Regions from separate parts of the Mus musculus genome. Here region 2 is linked to region 1. Evidence: chromatin contacts called from public HiChIP or PLAC-seq data. All regions are on one chromosome and are shown on one strand. Each heading gives the region's core, a stretch centred on a gene start, on an enhancer-like site or on the middle of the called end of the contact. The rest is flanking DNA. Distances are from core to core; before and after follow the strand shown.

The links. HiChIP or PLAC-seq counts read pairs in DNA pulled down with a chosen protein or histone mark.
Region 2: a contact with region 1 is called in a PDX1 HiChIP or PLAC-seq map of a beta-TC-6 cell line, with 8 times the contacts expected there. The contact joins two enhancer-like sites. A contact is called at or near these places in 4 of 484 Hi-C or Micro-C datasets (CD4 T cells, bone marrow-derived macrophages and embryonic stem cells), 9 of 115 datasets of contacts at active chromatin or transcription factors (the HPC-7 cell line, the NIH/3T3 cell line, a beta-TC-6 cell line and 4 more) and 2 of 9 other capture datasets (adipose tissue and liver).

Annotation. Positions count from the first base shown.
Region 1 is chr4:59,387,495-59,390,194 of GRCm38.p6, forward strand. All of the region lies in intron 6 of Susd1 (sushi domain containing 1), which reads right to left. Among named protein-coding and RNA genes, the nearest start is that of Susd1, 50 kb to the right of the region's middle. Within about 2 kb of position 1,442, at least 85 of the 459 cell types and tissues checked have an H3K27ac peak or open chromatin away from gene starts, as enhancers often do.
Region 2 is chr4:59,527,313-59,530,012 of GRCm38.p6, forward strand. All of the region lies in intron 1 of Ptbp3 (polypyrimidine tract binding protein 3), which reads right to left. Among named protein-coding and RNA genes, the nearest start is that of Ptbp3, 21 kb to the right of the region's middle. Within about 2 kb of position 1,334, at least 5 of the 459 cell types and tissues checked have an H3K27ac peak or open chromatin away from gene starts, as enhancers often do.

The DNA.
Region 1 (2,700 bases), core at 192-2,691:
CCTAAGGAAATTGCTTAACCTCCATGAGTCTCAGATCACTCAGCTATGAACTGAAAATACTCGTCTTACAGGTTTTGAGGACGGAATGAGATCAAGCATAAGGGCCCCAAGAGAACCCTGGGTGTGCAAGGTGGTGTGCAGGGACACAGCAATAATGTCAGTCGTCCAAATGGTACAGACATATTCAGACTCAGCCCAGTAGTGTGGCTAATGTAGTACTGTGCCCATTTATCCCAGCCAGCCCTTCTTTCCTAGCTGCAAGTGAGCACTTGCTAGGCTGGTGAGAAGGGCTGATAACCAAGAAGGTAACGAGGGGAACAGGAGCTTGGTAGCATTTGCAGCAGTACCCAGGGCAGATTCCGGGATGCAGAAAGGCTCCTGAGAGATGAACAGTCAGTGTTTCGACGGAGTTGTTGCTCTCCTAAGAACACGGAGTGATGGAGTGTGGAGTGTTAACCTTGTAATTATTAACCCAGACTCAGAACATAAAAGGCAAATGACCTGGACAGAATGGAAGCAGGGACAGCCTTATCAGGAACAAATCAGCCTCTTTGATCCTGAAGTAAAACTGAGTCATTAATGTGAAGCTTCCACCTCGGGTTTTTCCAGACACGAAAGTAGTTACCTAATTCCCAGCTGTCTGGAGTTTCTAGTTCAAACTGGCCGTAGAGGGGAAAAAAAAAAAAAACCTCACCTCCTACCACCTTGTTAGAGTTTGCACTCCATTAAAAACATGACAGATCTGAGCCACTAACTCAGAGGCACAGAGCCTCAAAAGTATTTTAAAATAATTCAAAGCAATCTGTGTACAGATAATCCATTCTCCCCAGTTTGGAATTAAACACAGACATACAGACAGAGGGGAAGACGGAGGGACTACAAGGAAAGATGATGATAGGGGAAGAAGTGAACCGTGAGACACAGTAAAATAAATACAAGACACACGGGGGGTGGGAGTCGGGATGTCGTAAGACTGATGAAAAACGGGGAAAGGGAAAGGAGGGGCAGCTAGGCAAGAACCATGACAACCAGCACCTCTTGCTCCACTTCCAGAAGCTTCTCCAGCCCACCTCTCCAGAGATGCATGACTTCATCAGCATGCAAATCACTCCCTTTATCTGTGAAAATCGAATTTAGCTGCCAATCCTGACGGAGGGCACACGAGCCTCCTCGCAGAAAGAGCCCAGCTCCCAGGGAGAATGCCTTTTTTCTCTCCCGAAATCAAAGCTTGCATAAGCCCATGGAAACAGCTGCAGCTGGAGCCACAGACTTAGTAAAAGGTGGAGGGCTGAGGACAGTAATTATAATTAGCGGTTACATAACATGTTTGTTCTTCAAAGTGCTGTACAAGGACCAGCTAATTAATAGCTTACTGTGCCCCATGCAGATCCCCTGGTTTTTCACGTAGTGACTAATCCTTGTGCCCCCACTGGATTCTGAATGGTGGCAGCAGAGGACCTTGAGCAGCGTACACATGGCAAAGGGACCACGGCTGTAAGAAGCTCTCTCACACAAGCTGTTTCTTGGGGGGACGGTTCTGGGAGAAAGCTGTCTTACATCCTTCAGATAAGTCCTGGAGGTGCTGCCAGAGAGGCCATCAGTCTCGTGAGCTTGGCCTCAGAGAAAGTGGAAGATGGTACTGGCGTGTCCTTGCTTCTCTGCTTGGCCAGGGAGACAAGGTGGCCTCCATCTCTGGATTCTTGCCTTCTGTTTCCTCCTGACTCCGCAGCCTACATCTTTTGCAGGTATGATGGCGATAGCTAAATGTAAGCATTGTCTATCTCCTCCCAGGGTTCCTTCCCCACAGGCTTCAGCAGTCTCTAATGCTTTGAATTTATTTACAAACCATTACAAGGACATATGAATGTGCACTTCCTCAGGAGAGATCTGGTTCTCCTACCACACTGTAAATTTCAAATGTGTGCTTCACACACAGAGCGCACCGAATATCTATCTGTGGGACGGAAAGATGGGCAGGATGGATGTCATCAAATTCTCTCTTGGGGATGGGGAGATGGCTCAGACCATAGGTGCTTGTCACGCAAGTGTGAGGTCCCAAGTTCGATACCCAGAACTTCCATAAAAAGATAGGTCATGGTGGCCTACTTGTATAGTCTTAGTACTGTGAAAGCGGATACAGACAAAAGATAGTGTTGCAGCCGGGTGTGGTGGCGTACGCCTTTAATCCCAGCACTCGGGAGGCAGAGGCAGGCGGATTTCTGAGTTTGAGGCCAGCCTGGTCTACAAAGTGAGTTCCAGGACAGCCAGGGCTACACAGAGAAACCCTGTCTTGAAAAAAAAAAAAAACAAAAACAAAAAGAAACACACACACACAAAAGATAGTGTTGCATATATGTATGTATGCATGTATACACACATACAATAGAATATTTTTCACTTCTAAAAAGTGAGGAAAATGGCATATCCTGTATTGTTGGTGAGCCTTAAAAATATTATGCTAAGTGAAATAAGCCAAGCTTTGAAAAAAAATCTCAAGTATCATATGATCCTACATCCATGGAGTGCCTACAGTAGTCTCATTCCTGGGAGATAGAAAGCGCAATGGCAGGGTGCCAACGTCTGAGGGGAGGAAGAAATGATGGGTTCCAGTTTTAGAAGATAAGATGTTCTGGAGACTAGTTCTACCATGGTGTAGATGTACACAACACCAACGGACTGCATAATGAAAACAAACCGGTA
Region 2 (2,700 bases), core at 84-2,583, 140 kb after region 1:
TTAAAAACCTTTTTAAAAATATAAAAGAGGGGCTGGTGAGATGGCTCAGTGGGTAAGAGCACCCAACTGCTCTTCCGAAGGTCCGGAGTTCATATCCCAGCAACCACATGGTGGCTCACAACCATCTGTAACGAGATCTAACTCCCTCTTCTGGATTGTCTGAAAACAGCTACAGTGTACTTACATATAATAAATAAATAAATCTTAAAAAAAATGTAAAAGAGCAAAACACAAGAAATGAGAATGAGGTACAAATGGAAGAAAGTGAGCAGCATCCCGTCAAGTGGCAATAGACTGTGAGCACTGTGTAGCACCTGCACTTTGTCCTTTCTAGTGAAAGGATCACCCTCTTCCATGCACGGCCCCATGACTTCCAATGCCTGGCTTGGGAGAGCACCTTTCTGCCTCACTGGCATTGAGCATAGTTTTGTGATAGGCTTTGGCCTCTGGAGCATGAACACAAAAACATTTAACCAAAAAAGCATAGGATAGCCGTTTTGTTGGTTTTATTCTCTTTGCTTTCACTCTATAACAAGCATATGCCCCACACAAGAGGAAGTCTTTACTCTAAAGCCCAATCACTGTAAATAAACAAGAAACATTTTTCTAACATAGTGATCAACATAGGAAAACAAGTTTACTCTTACTGGTTATTTGGACATATAAGTTAATTCCCTAACAGAATACCATCATGTGAAGAAAAGTAGTAGAATGGAGCATCAGTCAAGGCAGAGCAAAAAAACTCTTAGAATTACATGGGACTTAGCTGGATGTGATTTAATGGAAATATACATTGGTACAACTTGTAATGCTATTCAACCAATGAAAGTCAAATATATGAATATCTAAAAGATCCCTGTGACCTACTGCTATGTACACACCCAAGATATGCTGACTTATATATAATTAGACATAAGGATATTCCCAGAACACTATTCAAACTAGAGCAGCTGAAAACAACCAAGTGTCATCAATTACAGAATAAATCTTTAAAAATACATGCAATTGTTTATTAAAAACATAAACTACTGTCCCACAGAACAAAGTAATCTCAAATATTAAGAGGTTGATCACAAAGGAAACACTCTTGTGTTATCACTACTTTATGTGACATATGTGTGCAAGGGAGCCAGTTCTCTCCTCAAAGACAACAAGGATGCTTAGCAGGAGGATAAAGAGTGCATCATGGGTAAACAATTAACAGCATTGCCAAGGAGGTCTTAACAGAATGAAAAATGAGACATCATGTGGCAAGTGTGGAAGGGAGGTTAAGACTGCATCAACAGTCTCCTTAGAAACACATGGTCAGTTTACATAAGTCCAGCAATTTCCTGTGGACTTGTTAGCTCTCTGACGATGTCAACACATAAATCAGCTTCATTTGCTTCAAGCATCAATTATTGAAGCTCCCTCTGACTGACAAACTAAATATACAGGGCCAACAAAGCAAAGGAATACTGTTATTAAGCAGTACAAATGTTTGTTTATCAAATTTGATGGGAACTGGTTTTATTTGCAATTCAAGAAAGAATATTAATGTGATTAAAAGACAATATGTCAATCGAGGAAAGCCACTGAAGTAAAATTTAAGATTTTGAAACTAAACCAAAAACCTAAATTCAGATCAGATATAACATGCACATGAAATTTTAGGATAAGGTATCATTTCTTTTACCTATCAAGACCATCAGGGAAACAAACTATCTAAAAAGTCTTAAATCTCTAGGATTCTTTCTTTAAATGAACATACTCATGAAATATTGAAATAAATACCCAAGTACAAAATCAAAACAAAATTTCTAGCAGATGGACTAACAATCTTTTGTGAAACTTTCCAGAATAAAAATTTCATTTGTCCTGCTCTTAGTAATTTGTTCCATAAACAGAAATAAAGTACTATTATGCAGTGATACCATATTGCATCTGTATCATCAGTTGCCTAGAAGATACACCTAATCGTATTTTCCCTTTTCCCTCCTCTGCCATTCCTAGCCAGGGCCCTGGATCTTGTCCCCTGCTGTACTGAGCTTTTATCTCCTTGGCCCTGGTCTAGCCCTACTGATTGCTCTCCTTTATAACTTCCTTCACAGAACTTACAACTTTTTTCATGTACTCTATGTTAAAACCACACACACACACACACACACACACACACACACACACACACCCCAAAAATGTCCTTGCTTAAGTAATTCAGTGCAGTGGTTTTCAACTTTCCAATTGCTGTGAACTTTTAATACAGTTCATCGTGCTATGATGACCCTCATAAAATTATTTTCCTTGCTATTTCATAACTGTAGTTTTGCTGTTAGAAGTCATAAATATTTTAGACATGTGAGTTTTCCAAGGGACTAGGGTTTCACAGCATAGTCTTGATCTAGAACTCACTCTCTAGACCAGGCTGACCTTGAACTCAGAGCTATGCCTATCTTTGCCTTCTAAGTGCTAGGATGAAAGGCATGCACCATCACTCTCCAGCTTACTTCTACTATTTCTAAAGTTCTCTTGGCTTTACTTTTCTCATTGTATTCAGAGAAAGCAAACTCTCATGTCAAGTTCTTCGATCTTTTAGATTTGTCTTGTAGCCTCTGACTATAAGCACATGCAGAAGAATACACATTCTACACCTGCTGGGCAGCATGTTACTTAAATGTCTGTCAGACCCACTTGTTCTGTAGTATGCCTTATCTCTGATGCTTC